Regions from separate parts of the Mus musculus genome. Here region 2 is linked to region 1. A link is a contact called in public Hi-C data. All regions are on one chromosome and are shown on one strand. The core of a region is the stretch at or near the end of the contact, and the rest is flanking DNA. Distances in the headings are between cores, read along the strand shown.

The links. Hi-C and Micro-C count contacts between places; a contact is called where the count stands out from the background.
Region 2: a Hi-C map of liver shows a contact between it and region 1, with 2.0 times the contacts expected there. The contact joins two enhancer-like sites. A contact is called at or near these places in 3 of 484 Hi-C or Micro-C datasets (liver and nephron progenitors), 3 of 115 datasets of contacts at active chromatin or transcription factors (embryonic stem cells, hepatocytes and kidney) and 1 of 9 other capture datasets (embryonic stem cells).

What each region holds. Positions count from the first base shown.
Region 1 is chr14:17,694,202-17,702,127 of GRCm38.p6, forward strand. The region is part of intron 1 of Thrb (thyroid hormone receptor beta); the gene reads left to right. Among named protein-coding and RNA genes, the nearest start is that of Thrb, 37 kb to the left of the region's middle. Within about 2 kb of position 4,215, at least 14 of the 459 cell types and tissues checked have an H3K27ac peak or open chromatin away from gene starts, as enhancers often do. A contact at or near this core is called in hepatocytes and liver, where this site is marked.
Region 2 is chr14:17,899,575-17,907,500 of GRCm38.p6, forward strand. All of the region lies in intron 2 of Thrb (thyroid hormone receptor beta), which reads left to right. Among named protein-coding and RNA genes, the nearest start is that of Thrb, 240 kb to the left of the region's middle. Within about 2 kb of position 3,102, at least 20 of the 459 cell types and tissues checked have an H3K27ac peak or open chromatin away from gene starts, as enhancers often do. A contact at or near this core is called in hepatocytes and liver, where this site is marked.

The sequences.
Region 1 (7,926 bases), core at 2,965-5,464:
CAGTCATGATCCACAAAATATTATTAAAATCTACATAGATGAGCTCATTAGCTTTTGTTGTCAACTTGGCAGAATCTAGACTCATTTGGGAAGGAAGTCTTGGTGAGGAATTGCCTAGTTCAGGTTGACTTATGGGTATTTGGGGGTGGCTGTTCGTGGTTCAGCCTTATTTTAGGGCCTGGGTTATGTAAGCTCAGAGAATTCCAGCAGGGCACTAAGCATGCACGCATTCCTTCCTCTCTTCTCTTCACATTGGGTATGAAGTAAGTATGTGCTTAACAGTCCAGACACTGTGACTTCCTCACAGTGATGGACTGGACTATAGCCTGGAACTGAGCCCAAAGTCATGGCTCCCTTAAGATGCTTTCTATCAGGGTGTTTTGTCACAGAGAAATAAAGCTAGGTCAGTATGTTAGGCAGCTTCCATCATTCTTTAGGGATTTTTGATCGCCTCCTTCTTTGTGTTTCCAAATGCTGAATCTTTTATTTCACAATATTTCTTCACTGGTTTAGCCCCCCCCCCCCACACACACACACACACACAGAGCCACACACCTTTTCACCATGGACAATGTTCTGAGGATTGACTTATCAGATGTTCTTGCAAATATCAGAGAATGTTCTGAAGATGTCTGCATGTCACTGGATGATAGCTCAAGATTGGCTCTGATCATATGGCCTGTTGTGTGTGCATGTACATTCATTCTCTCTCTCTCTCTCTCTCTCTCTCTCTCTCTCTCTCTCTCTCTCTCTCTCTCTCTCCATAGTCAATGATGCTGATATTTTCATTGGTCTCTTGAGATAGTGTTAGAAGTCTTCAGTTGTCACTGTTCCCTCACTGAACATCACTGATCACTGATCATTGCACTGCCAATAGTCCAGATTCTATGGTAAGGAGCTAGAAGTTTGACGGTGGATGAAACAAATCTCCACAACAACAACAATAATAAATTGTAAAGTGAAAGTACAAGTTAACATGACAACGTTTTGGTTGCTGTGAAGGGAAAGAGTGAAAGGATGCTAACCAGAATAATGGAGAGCCAACTTTAAATTGGCCTGGAGGAAACAAAGGGTAGATAAGGTGGCTTAGATGGTGTCTTCAACAGGAGATGAAGAACACTGCATCTAGGAACAAATGTCATGAAAAGGCGTTGAGGCAGGGAAGAACTAGATAGACTTAAAGGGTAACAATTAATGGGGAATGAAATGCTATTGGAGGTGGAAATGCGGAGTAGCTGAAATCTGAGAGGGAAGCACAGAAGCTCACAGGCCACCTGGGAGACTGTGGATCCTGTTCAGAAAGTGGTTAAATGATTTTGAGGATCGTGGTAGCGGAAATACCATACTTTGACTAGACTTTGAGAAGGTCAGATTGGCTATTTCATCAATATTCTATGACTGTGAGGTAGTAACAGATGACAACCTAGGGGCTCTTCTAAGAGTGACAGAAATGATGAGCTGGCAGTGAACAACCAGTGGGATTGGGAAACAGTGATCTAGTTACAAGTGTGTGTTCAAAGGGGCAAAGTTAAAATATTAACTCTCTTCTTCCCAGCTACTTAGCCGTGGGCAAATTAGTTTCCCAAGGTCACCATGGCATTAGTAGTAATCCAGTATAAATAGGATCCTCTTGTGGAATTAATATGGAAATGGGAGTTAGTGTTATGCAAGTGTTCTCGGGTCCCTGACACACCCCAAATGCCCTCATTAAGTAGAGCTGCTTATTTGCTATTTTCACCTCTTATGTGGACAGGTACTGGGGATCCTCTGCTTGGGGAAGAGGAAGGACACAGTGATTAAGATTCCAGGACTAGGTATTTGGTGGTTCCAGTTCCAATGGTAGAGAAATGTGGAGAGAAGAGTTGGAGGAAGAGATTCAATTAGTATAAGCTCTCCAAGTGGATATGTCAGGTAGCTGGGATCTGAAGGTCTGAGTCATATCCCAGACCAGAGACAGAACAAACCAAAGCACAGTGGATCCATTTGCAATAAAAGAGTCAGTATTTAGAATCCCCCTCACCCCAGGTGGTGAAACAATGTAAGAGCCTACCTTTGTCAGAGGGGAGGTAGATGCAGTTATATATTGTTACCACACAGACCTTTGAACCATTCTCTGTTTACTACTTGAACGGCTACAACTAGTCTACATGTGGATGTCGGAGGCTGAGACCCGAGAGGAAGAAGCAAGGGCCAATCCTCTGTTGGTGCTTGAAGGCTGGCTGCAGTGCTGTGCTGGTTCCTAGGCAGAGGGGAGTGGGAACACCTCTCTTTCAAATGTCTGCTGCCTCTGTAGTGTTTCTCTTCTGTTGTCATGATAAAAACACCCTGACAGAAAGAGACATAAAGGGGGGGGGGGGTATTTGACTTACAATTCTAGGTCACAGTTCATTATTTTGGAGAAAATAAGGCAGGAACTCAAGACGCTAGTCAGATCACATCCACACTCAAAAGCAAATGGAAAAATAAATGTATCCCTGCTTACTGCCCATACTCTTCCAGAGTCCAGAGTCCCTGCCTAGTGCCTGTGCACAATGGGCTGGGTCTTTATTTCCAGGTCAATTACCAATCAAGACAATCCCCACAGAAATGGCCACAGACAAACCTGATTTCTAAACTGAGACTTTATTCCTAGTTGATTCTAGATTTCAACAAGTTTACATTGACAACTAACCATCACAAGTAGACATTTCTTATAGGTAAAGAGCAGAAATGATACCTGTAAGCTGCGTAGGCCACTGCCTGGAAGCTCATGCTGAGACCTTTTCCGCAGCAAGACTCCCCCTGCCATTCCTATCTCAGCTGCACACATCTCCAGCACCCTCCCAGCACCCTGCCTACCTCCACTGGGAGAGGACAATGGGAAGATAAGAAAGGCAGTAAGAGACTTAAGGACCAGGTTGAGGGTAGTGAGAACATACTGGATACAAACTCTGAGGGAGTCCCAAGTGAGTAAGTAATTAAGACAAATATTTCAATGCATTCTTTTAAAAACTGAAACCAAAGTACAAGAGATCCATGACAATGGAATACTTATTTTTAATGAAGTCAGAATTGGTCTTTGCCAATCTACCCTGACCTCAAGCTCAGTTACTTAGTGGAACACTGAGATCTGGCCCCCAAGTTACCTCATTTTTCTCAGAGTCAATACTTGTCATCAGCCCTACATAATTCAGGCATTTCTAGATGTTAAGTACTCCAGAATGTGACCTAATCCCAGGGTTCTGGGTACACTGAGCTTGGGGCTTGAGGGTTTGGTCAACCCACTTAAAACAAAGTTCCCAGCTTTCCCCACCTTCATAAACCTGGAACTGTTGTACAAGTACCAAATGAAGCTGGTATTTAAAAGTCTGTTTCAGATTCAGGTGCTGGAGTCTGACACCCCTTACCAACTCGCAGAGAGTTTCATATGCAGCAGGGACAGAGAGCCCAGCACAGCCATTCTGAGTGAGAGCTGATTGCTCTGCATGAGCCTGTAAGCTGCCAATGAGACTCTCTGGTCACGAGAGAGAAGACGAGCAGAGGTCTCCGTATCCCCAGAGCTGCCTTAAGGTTTTCACTTAGAAAGCTAAAGGTAGGTCAGGTGGCTCCTGGCTTTGGCTCCTTCACCCCAAAGTAAATTTTTTTCCAGTAGAAACTACAGGGAAGTTTAAACATTGTGAGCAGGTGGATACTGAACACTCAAGTGGCAGCTGTCTCTCCATCGGTCAGATTTGTCTTGAAGATATTCCTTAGGGTCATGGAATACCACATAATTTTTAATTATGCTATTTGGATATGTTTTAATTAAAGAAGAAAATTGTCCTAATCTTAAGAGTATTTTGACATGTTCATTTGCACTCCTGGATAACTGGCCTCTGGGAACGGAGTAACCTAGTTTGGTCCTAAGCTGCCGCCACCAGGCATGACTGCTGTTATTGTCACTTTAAGATTGCAACATTGGTTTGGTGACCTTCATACCAGTCCACTGTAGAAACCTTAATCTCTCTTCGAGGGGAGGGCGGGGGGGGAAGTATGCCTGACAAAGATTGTCCTGTTGTTTGTTTGGGTTTTTGTTTTTTGTTTTTTGTTTTTTGTTTTGTTTTTTAAAAAACAAAAAGCAAACAAATTAAAAAAAAAAACAAAACAAAACGGTTTTCCATTTACCTGCACTTCAGAACACCTGGTTTAATTTGTCCAGGAGGATAAAGTTCACTATTGCACAACTCAGAAACTTACTTTCGAGTTTTTAGAGAAAATGAACAGAAGTGTCATACAGTGTACGTGGTGCAAGCCCTTGTCAATACATAGGTTGGGTCATTTTAAAGAGGAAAGTAGGGCATTTTACACATAACCTAGAACGTGTACCTAAAGGTACAGAGGGGCGAGGGCATCATTGTTCACCAGAATTATCTCCCAGACTTTGCCACTCATATCTGAATGCAGGACCACATCAGGACAAATAAGCTTTAAGGAGGTTTGCTGGTGTAAATACAAGTTCTGTTGTAATCCAGCAGGCCTATTACCCGGCCTTCTACAGGAACTCAGTACTTTATCCTTACTTCCCTTGAATTAATACTAATAATTTCCAGCTTATGAATATGTATCTAGTATCAGAGCTGTGCTTATGTAGTGGACCTCTGAGTCTGGACATGTGTGGGTGTGTGTACACGTATGTGTATGTGGACCACAGAAGCAGATATCAGGGGTCTTCCTCAATCACTCCTCATCTTAGTTTTTGAGATGAGGGTTCTCACTGAAACTGAAACTCAGCAATGTGGCTAGGCTAACTATCTAGAAAGCCTTACGGATCCCCTAGTCTGTGCTTTCCCAGTTTTCCTGTTGTGGAAGGGAGTGTGTGTGTGTGTGTGTGTGTGTGTGTGTGTGTGTGTGTGTTGTTTAAAGAATTAAGGTAAATTTTTAAACGGAAAAATATTGAAATCAAATTATGTCATTCTACTTGAAGGGATCTAATTCCCTTTCCCTCATCATTATAATTCATTACTAAGATTAATATTTGTGCAGAAAAATCTTGCCAGTGTATTGTTTTGTTTGAGTTAAGCTTTCCCTACAGGCCAAGTGTTTAGCTAAAAGATAAAATCAATATTCTTTAGATTGAGTCCATTAATTTGAAATGCCTTTGCACGTCTTCCAAAAACCTTTTGCCCAGATATGATGTCTGTAGACAAATATCTGCATAAAAAACTGATACTGACTCGGTTTTTGAGAAAGTTAAATATCCCACTGCAAGTTGGGGTTGTGGGACTAAACAATGGTCTATTACCAAGCAGGAAAAGTAAGTTAGGTTCTTTCTCAATGAGTTTAAGTTTGGCCCTGCAATCTGTCCTTGGGGTGGTCTCCAGCTTGGGACACTTGCATGGTCCTAGAGCTTTGTTGTCAAAATGCCAATTTCTGACAAATGTCAGGTAGATCTTGCTGGGAATTTTTTGCGTGGTATACTGCATTTCTAAGCCCACTGCCCTGGTTTCAGAAATGGGCCCTGCATATGGGAAGCCACAAAAGTGGCTGAGAGCAGATTTAATGAATGAAGACTCATTGCATGCTTTGTTCTGTGCCAGCTCAAACAGCTTGCTTAGCAGTCATGGTGACATCTACATGATTTCCAGCTCCATTTTCTTCTTTCTTTGCTTTGGGGACCAATTATATAGCCACCTTCTTGTACTTCTGTGACCTTCTTTTACTTCCTAGCACTCAAATCAAGAACTAACTCTGCCCCTGCCTCTGTTCTGACCACCTACTCTCTGCCTTCCTCCATCTCTTTTACGGCTGTCTTTGGGGTTATCCTCAATGCTTATTCTCTGGAATCTGAGCTCACACCTCCCTCCACACCTGTGTGGTCCCTCCTGTCACCCATTTCACCTGGTACACACTGTCCTTTGTTGTCATCTGCTGGTCTGCCTTCTCCTCTCTCTCCAAAGCCAGCAAGCAGTTGTCCTTTCTTCTCAGAAACAAATTTTCTGGATTCCAAAACTTTCTGTCTCTTGACCATTTTAATGTGCATTTTTGCCATTCAGTCTGTGCTTCCTGCAAACCTTTAAAGACCAAAGTGTTTATTTTCCTGTGTACTTTGTAAATTCCTGGCAAATTCTTGGGGGTTGTGCCTCAGTTTTGGAAATGTTGTCTTGGACCTAGTCCTGTCAGGTGAGAGACAGACCAGCCATCTTAATGAAGAGCTGAACATTGAGATTGCCCTCTGTAGAGAGCACTGCCTGTTATCTTTGTACTTCACCTTTGCTCACTATTAGCAACAAGCTGTAAAAACGCCCTTATCATTGCCCAAGGAGAGCATTCCGTTACATCTGTTGTACATTGCATTCATTCCCACTGGCGGTGGACACCATTGATGTTATTACTATTATTATATTGGGTGCCATTATTGTCTTTCTCAGTTAAGCAGACTCCATTTTTTCAAAGAAAAGGGTTTTTCCAAGATTTTTCTTCAGGCCTGGGGACTGAACCTGGAGCTGCAAGTACACCATGTCAGCACTTTATCACCGAGCTCTGTCCCCAGGTCTTTTGAATTTCCTTATTTGTAGTAAGAGCTCCTAAGTTACTTAAGTTAGTCTTAAACTTGCTGTACCACCCAGATTGGCTTTAAACTGCCTATTCTTCTGCCTGGTCCCTGGAATGCTAAGATGATGTGTGAGCACCACCACACATTGAGGGCTTGATCTTTATGCTCATTATCCAGATGTTTGCACATATCAGGTTATATTCTTCCCTTTAGTGGTAAATCACAAGTGAAAACTGAGAGACGTTAAGAGACTCTTGGTACTCCTGTGTTTAAACAAGCTGATGACGGCTTTCAGGGAAGACTCAGAGCTCTCAAAATGCTCAGATGACAAGCTCTGTAAAGCCCCTTCTGGATGATGGTGGAAAATGCTTTCTTTCCTTGCAGCCTGTGGTCATTGGCTTGGCTCTGAGGAGTCTCTCCTTTCTTTTTCATTTATAAATCCCTGGGATGACCTCAGTTGACCTAAGTAACTCAAGATGACTCTTCACCTGGACATCTTGCCTGATTCGTATCTATGGTCCTTTGTTATGGACCACTTATAAATTAAGGATAAGGAATATGACTATATCTAAAAAATCATTTTCATACACCCACACACATGCAAGAATTCAAAGGTTTAGATTTTTAAACCAGGTGTACTGGCCTGCACTTATAATCACAACTATTTAGAAGAGTAAGGTAGAAAGATTGGTAGTCCAAACTCACAGTAGACTACAGATGGAGATCAGGCCAACCTAGACACTTTAGTGAAACCCTTTCTCAAAATAATATAAAAAATGGGGTTGTCAACATGACTGAGCAGGTAAAAGTACATGTCATCAAGTCCAACAACCTGAATTTGATCCCCAGGACCTGCATGGTGGAGGGAGAGGACAAGTCTCTTGGCTGCCACACTCATACCATTAAACATGTACATGCTCACACACATACAGAACAGATGAATAAATGTAATAAAGTTGAGAAGGTAATGATAATGCCAAAAATGAAGACAAACCACTAAAGTAAAAATAACTTGAAAAATGCAGTTAGGGCTAGGGATATAGTTCAATGATAACGCACTTGCCTGGTGTCTACCAAGGGCTGAAAACAAGGAAGTAAACAAATAAGGACAGGAATATGGACTTGGTAGACAGGTGCTTCTTTGTTCTAATGGGAGCAGCTGTGAGTTTCTGCTACATCAGCATCTGGGCAGAAGCACAATGCCTGCCATGACTCCCTGTGGCCAGAGGTCCTTCTAGCCCTGAGCTGCAATTGCTTTGGTACACCCAGATTTTTAATGGTAGAAAGATAGATATGGGCAGAGTTGAGCAGGAAGTTATGAAAAGGTGAGGGATGATAAGAAAGCAGCCACACCCAGAAAAATGGGCTTCTGAGAGACTCCATTTAGAGAGCAGGGTGGCTAGTGTCCCCAGACC
Region 2 (7,926 bases), core at 1,852-4,351, 200 kb after region 1:
AGTTTTCTAAGTTTTGTCTTAGATTTCATAATGTAGTGGACATACATTAACCCTGATTACTGAAGCACATAAGCACAACAAACATACATAGAGGTGTCCTTACTAGCTTTAACCGCAGAGCATAACATTTCGAGTAATTTTTTTTTTTCCTCATAAACTTAAGGTCTAAATTTGTATGATTTCTGGTGAATTGCTTAAGAACCTCATTCATATGATTTCTGGTGAACTGTTTAGTATAAGGTATTGCAACATTTCATAAACTGTCATTGTTTGTAAAAAGTATTTCATTATTTTGGTCAATGCCCTTTGACTTTTTTCACAGAGTTCTGGGTAGCACCGTGCTTCAGGGTACAAACTCTGGCATCAGAAAAACAGAGATATTTCCCAAGAAGACCAGATCATAGCCAGCTTGGCCTCTGCTTGGCCTCCAAACATAATACTCCTCTCCTAGTCTTCTCCGGTCTTCTCGAAGCCTTCTCGCATCCACAGGGGACTGTTCCCATTAGCTTCCTCCTCAGATGGCCCTTGTCTCTGTGACTGCTTTCCTCATATCACTCCTGAAGAGCATGGCACCATTAACCATATAACCTGGGTTTAAGTCAGCACCTACCTGGCTCCTCCACCTGCCTGCAACTCTGGGCCTCCGCCATGAGAGGTTCTGCCCTCTATGGACTTTGGGAATATTGCCAATCAAGGGACACAATCTGGTTTCTCTTTGTGTGAAGTATTCTGACAGAGTCTTTCGGGTAGCACATTAATCTACCCAGAAGGGAAATTCCTGCAGGAGGAGTAGAGAAATGATGTGAAGCTTGAGGAATAGTGGAATGCATAAATGGAGACCCAAGAAAGAACATGTCTGCCCCTATGTGGGGTGACCCAATAAAGAAAGAGCAGGTGAAAACTGATGAGTCAGGAAGGGAAAGGGAGCTTTGCTGGCCCCTGCCCCAGAGAGAGAGAGCTTAGGACCCGGACACACTGCAGAGGTATGCCAGAGCACAAAGCCACACCACCTGCCATACTGGCTCTAGACACATTCCAAGCTGGCAGCCTAGGCAGCAGAAGGGAGTGTGAATGGTGTAACAGACGCTGCCCATTCAGAAATTCTGGAGTTTTGGGCCCGCCATCTGTTTTAACTCATTAGTGTACAGATAAATCTAAGAACCCCTTGCCCCATGATAGCAATATATAGGGTGCTCATGCTGTTAGTAGATAGTATGGAGAATTCTGTTCTGGTTACATCCATCTTCTCAGTGAATAAAAGCAGACACTCACAGGTTCCAGCAGTAGATATGGAGATGGTAACCAGAAACTAGGAACAACTGGAGATTTGAGGAAAGAGAATGCTTATATGAAAATGACAGATAAACAGTCCACACTGAAAGATGGCTTGTGAGAAAGCCAGTGAGGAGTATATGAACGAAATGACTAAGATCTTGAAATGTAAGCTTTATGAAGAAACATGCCTTTCTCCAAAATGCCTTGTCCTCTTTCTCAAAGCAAGCTCATCTATCTATCATTGATGCTCCAAGTCCCCTGGTCCTTGGTCACAGTCTTGCCATTGACACAGCACAATTCACGTGTCCCAGATGCAACACATAGCAAGAACTGCCAAGCTAGTTGGATGGTAACCGAGTTAGCAGGAGTCAGAGTCTGTACTCACACAGGGTTTCAAAAACTAAACCAAAGACAAATCAAAACAAATCTTTTTTCTCTTCTCCTAGTGACCAAGTTTTCTTATTTGGGCAAACTTTCTGGAAAAAAGGGACCATAATCTATCCCATTTATATGAAATGACCAGCATGTTTTAGTTGCTTGGAACTGAGAACCAGGGTGAGAATAGCTGGGTGATGCAGTTGCTTTCTGAGGTAATACATTCCAAACTTGACCACTGTCCTGATCATATAAGCCTGTGTACCAAGCTCCTTTGAATTGTTGATTCTAGATGGGGAGGTAGTAGAATTCTATCTCAGTAAAGCTAAGTTTTTAAAACTTAATCACCCAAAAATCCAATGAATAAATTGTTCAAGCCTATAACTGGATTTCCTACACCTATCAAGTAAACAGAACTCACCCTCTCTTCCTTCATTCCTTTCTGTTTTTCTTTCTTTCTTTTTTTTTTTTCAAGACCGGGTCTCTCTGCATAGCCCTGGCTGTCCTGGAACTCATGCCGTACACCAAGCCTCTGACTCCCAAACTAAAGGAGTAAAGGTATTCAACACCATACCAGGCTAAAACAGCTCTCTTTAAATGCTATGAGATTTCAAAAAAAAAAAAAAAAATCCAAACAAAGAAAGTTCTAGATTCTGACACTTAAAAATTAAAAAAAACAAAAAACAAAAAACAAAAAACAAAAAAACAACTTTTTGTTTTCCAAGAACGAAAGGAAGGAAGAGGGAAAGAGACACAGAGAGAGGAAGGGAAGAAGCCACTGCCCACTCTGCACAGCCCTTTTGGAAAACTTCAGGTTGAATTCCAAATCTAACTCTGTTCCTTAAAGCTGGTTCTTTCTGGTCCTCCAAAGCTAATGTCCTGGAAGCACAGCAAGGTCTTCCTCTTTCCTAAGGGAGGCCTATGCTGAGAGAAACACCCGTCTGCTTCCATCTCCTCTCTTGGCAGCCCTGTTTGCTATGTGTTGTTTTTCCTTCTAGTTTCTGGACCCAGTTTAGGGAAGCATGCTCTCAGATGCCGCAGCTGAGATGCAGCTTGTCTGGGATGAGTACTGGTGCTCCCTAGTCATGTTCCTGGTGACTCAAGTGCCTGGGAGATCAAGCATCTAATCCAGCTTGTCTTGTTACCGGAAGAGTTCTAAGGCATGGTGTCACACCTTGTAGCAACAGGAGGGTACGCTGTCAAGACCAGCTACCCTGACAGTTACATTTTAAGCTCCTGGGACAGTTACTCACACTCGTTGGGCAATATAAAGAAGGCATCCAGAAGCTGTGTAAGCTTCTCCACTAATGGCTCTGTGACCTTGGGCAAGCCATTTCGTTTTCCATTTCCCTGTCTAAAAATAAGCTGAATCAAGCAATCTCTGGGGTTCCTTCCAACTCTGAACTGCAAAGAAGGCTTTGAGCTTGGGAGAAGTGAAAGGCTATCACCCCAGAGTGACCTAGGTTTGCTAGAGTCATCTCCATCTACTTCTTTGGCCTCCAAAGGCCTGAGTTGCCTCCTGTTCAATAAAACAATGGGCTTACTGCCAGCCTAGGTCCAACCTCTAGAGTGCTGCACTCAGAACCACCATGGGCTCTCTGTGGTTGGACCAACCCCCACTCAAGATATGCAGGAGCCTGGTGGCCCTGCATAGGACAGGTACAATTATCTGTGTGATTCAGAGCTCAAAGCTGCTCTGACCTTCCAGTGAGGGTCTCCATTATAGCCAAGGTGCACTTAGGGTAGCTTGTCTAGTTGAACTGTTAGCTGCCAGAGAACCCGGGCTGGAAATCAGCTTTCTTGTTTGTTCCTTCCCTTCCTCCCTTCTCATTCCCCTAAGTTTATTTTGGTTTGGAAGTCCAGCTTACCCAGGGGAATGCAGACCTTTCTTCCTTTTCCTGTGTCTGTGCCTCAGCTTGGCTTGGCCCACCTACCCCAGCTCTCAGGCGTCACTAGCGTGGCTAGCTTCCCTTTTAGAATTTTCCCTTGTGCCCCAAGGTTTACAGGGTCCAGCCTTGGCCCCAGCTCTTCCTCTCCCTCTGCTCTGCTCAGAGGTACCAATCTCCAGCCCAGTGTGATCCAATGAGCACAAAGAAAGCATTCTGATTCATGGAACCAATGTAAGATTCTGACTCACTGCCCAAGGCTTTGGACAGATCTGCTGGCATGGGGGAATGTTGCTAGACCCAAGTTAATATGCTTAATGGATCATCAGCCTTGACCTACAGGATTACTAGGTGTCTCTGTTAAATGCATTCTTCTGGTTTCTGTAATGCAGCTACAGATACCAGGGTCCTCTGTACACCTGACAGTCCTCCCTACGGCTACCAAATAGCCTCATATACCCCTTTAAAACTCAAATACCTCACAGAACCTACTCATGACTGAACCCTCTCCTTCATCTGCAGTGGGAGAGTCAGCCCTTTTCCTATACTCCAAACCGTCTCCTCCATATGGGGTCTCTTCCAAGGACCTCTTCCCAGGATCTCTTCCTCCCTCCTCTTTAAAGGAAAATTATATATATATAATGAAAGAATATGTGTGAGTATATGAATGATGAATATATATTATAAACATATAATTTTCTCTTTAAAAGTATGTATGTGTGAATAGACACGCATGTATACATATCATCCTTTTCACTGTCTCTTAAAACCCTCCAAGTGAGTCTTCCATTAGGGTTTACTTTGTTTGGATGCTTTTAAAGTTCATCTCTTACTGAACTTTCATTTGCTTCACGATGACATTTGCACACATGCATGTGCTGTGCTTTGACAGGGTTTACCCTCCCTCGTGCCCTATTCTGTGCCTTCCCTTCTCCTGTTTTCTCTGTGACCCTTCCACAATGCTGGTACTCTTACTCATTTTTCTTCCATATCTGAAGGAAAACACTTGTCTTTGTGTGGTTGGTATGTTCCTACAACATGATGGTCTCTTGTTCCTGCTATCCTGCAAACAACATGATTTTATTCTTCATAGCAGAGTAGAAGTCCACTGTAAATTTCAAAACACATCTCCTGCATCAGACCCCCAGCTTCCACTCCCCACCCCACCCCAACATGTCTGTCTCCTCATCCCCCACTGACTCTGACATGATCCATCCAACAACCAAGTAACACTTGTTAAAGTCATGGAGGCCCTGTGACCATCTTCTGACTTCTTACCAGAGTCAATACCCAAGTCACTCCTTCCTGTCACAAGCACCTCCCCTAGCGTCTGTGCTTTAAATCCTTAGGCCCCAGTACTCTGTTCCCCTAGACACGTCCATGCACATATGTCCTTCCTTAGCAGCTCACTTTTTCTTTTCTTCCCTTTTACTAAGCATAGGTTTTCTCATACAGTATACTCTGATTACAGTTTCCCTTTCCTCTGCTCCTTCCAGGTCCTCCCCACCTTCCCTTCCATCTAGGTGTACTCCCTGAGCTCTGGGAAGAGAGATTGGATGTCCACATTCAATTTAGATGTCCTTGGAGGTTAGAAAGTGGTATCAGATACCCTGGAGCTGGTCCTGGAGGCAGTTGGGAGCCACCTGGTGGCACTGGGAACCAACTTCAGTCCTCTGCAAGATCAGAATGCACGCTCAACCACTGAGCCAGCCTCCAGAGTGACTTCTGAAGGTTAGATGTAATCATTCTTACTTCTTTTGCACATACCTTCAACTTACCCATAAATATAAAATCCTGCCTTGTGCAGCAAGTGGATCATGCTGTTATTGTTCCATGGAGACTCACACCTATCATGGAATGCTTTCTGCCTCCCCTGAGAGGCCTTAATACCCCCAGCTGCAAGGCAGTCAGGCAGCCAGGCAGCCAGGTAGCCAGGTACTCACAGCCTGTGTCTGAGAGTCCCTACCTGGCCTTGCTCTGATGTGCTGCAGCAGCCCAGCTCCTCGGAGGCCACAGCCTCTGATTATCAGACCAGCACTTTGTGGTCCAGGCTCCCTGTGTCATAGAGTCTAGGCTTGGGACTTACCTTCTTAGACTTTCTGCCCAGGCTGCTCATACCTGCCCTTCAATCTCATCCTGATCTTGGCCCTTGGGGACTCACACCCCACTCACCACTTCTCGTCAAATCCCACATCTTGGTATTTGCTCTACAGCACTTAACATAACTGTAATTCTACATTGACAAGCAAATTAGTTTGATTGGTGTCTGGTCTTTTCTGTAAGTATAGATAATGTATTACTTTTCTTTTACCCTACACATCTAGTTCCTAGCACACAATAATTGATCAGTAGCCCTACAAAAAGAGTTCACTGCTGTGTTACCTTTCTTGGGGAGTCTATTATACACAGGCCATGCGGCAAATAGCAGAAGACTAAAGTAATTATTGCATCCAACTCCAGCGTGGTGAGCCAGTGATTTTACTGGAGTCACTTACAGAACCATGGATAAGGGTTACCTCCATGAGCATGCATGAGAAGAATCCTACAGTAATGAGGGTTACTCCAGGAGAGTGGGAGGAGTTAGTTATCTATCTACTCAGTTAGAACATGAGTGATAAGAGGGAAGTTACCCGTGGGGGTAGAGCAGGAATAAGAGTCACCTCCAGAATAGGGAGAGTTATCAGTGTGGGGGAGGATGTTTTAGTGCCTGCATCACAGAAAGGCCCACATGAGTGACAGCTCACAAAAGCTTTATCATTGTGACTCTTCCACCAGACAGCTTCCTCTTCCCTAGCACCTGTGGTGTCACCTCAAGGAAGGGCATCTGGGTCTATTTTGTAAGTCTCATGAGCCCACCCTTCTCCCGCAAGAAGGAGTGCTTCAATCCAGGGGAAACGACTATACAAAACAGGCATAAAGAGAGAGAGAAGGGCGTAATGGAAGGATGTGGTTATGGCGCACTTGATCTAAGATAATGTACTTCAGCTCAAGTACAAGATTTACTGATTGAATGAACATAATGCACATTTTCCCATTAAAAAAGAACGAGAGAGATTTAAGGATTTAATCACATGAATCAGTTAAAGTATTTTATCCTCAGAAAACAAAACAAAACAAAAAATAATAAAGATGTGTTTACTTTATACCATATCCCTGGACTCTATTTCTATAGGAATATTATAATGATGATAAAACCAAGTGTGATGTGTGTTTCCTGAGAGCACAAGTGCTTCTGAAATCCAGACTGGTGGCTTGTGCTTCGTTCTGTGGTTAGGGAGGAAACCCAAGGGGACACCTGCTTATGGAGGACTCAGCCTTCCTCTTCCACATGACTACTGTCATTAGCATCCCCTCCCATCCCCAGGAACTCAGCTATTGATCAAAGGAGAATCAAGGTAATGCATGTGCCAGTTGTGTTTGGAACAAAGTCTTTGTTTGGACACACAGGCATGCCAACTCTCCCTAGAAAGAAATGTCTTAGTGCATTCAGTCAGCTCCAAAGAACTGAGCCCTTTCCAAGGAGAAAAGAGTAGAAAGAAAAGGAGGGAAAGAAAGGAGAGGGTAGAAGGAAGTCAGTCAGATAGACAGACAGACAGGCGTAACCTTGATAAGCAGACCTGTAGTGCTACAAGCCTCCCCTACATTCTAGCATGCTGGGACACACATGTTGCCTCTCAGGCGCTGATGCTCAACAGTCCCTGGAAGGACTCGTTGTTACTTCCCTGATTCTAAACATGGACAGGTCCTCTTCTGGGAGAGTCTTCAGGGATAGCAGTATATTATCAAGCACATCTTCATCCTTGTGAAGGTACATTTGATTTTTAGCAAGAATCCAAATGCCGTGAAGAACCAAATCTAGTAAATGCACTCAGGATTCAAACAAAGTTTAAATCAAGATGACCCACTCTCTGACGTGGTGAGAAAAAGAAGCGACTTTGAGAGCAGACCATCTGGTTCTTCAAGAAGAGTTCCAGGAACGTGTGAAGAAATGGAAAATATCCCCAGCTTCCTAGGATGGCAGGGCTTGCACATTCTGCTGTGTTTGTTTAAAAACCCAGTCTCTTTTCTTTAGAGATTTGAGCTGGCCATCCACTAAACCAGCTTAGGCTGGCAGGGTGTGTTTGATTTGGCCAATGTAGTGGTTTTATTTTAAAACTGAATTAGAATTTTAAAACCAGGAGATTCCAAGTACAAATTTGTATTTCTGGTCTCCTCTGGAAAATCTGAAGCCCCAGTAAAACTGCTTCCCAGGCCTGTCCAGTTCCTGGAACTGTTTCTGCTCCTCCATGGAGGAGACATTGAGACCAGCTCAAGTCCTTTTTACTGTTTACTACTGTCAGCTCTAAAGTGGCCTTCCAGGTTCTACTCACTCCCTCACAGCTTGCTGGCT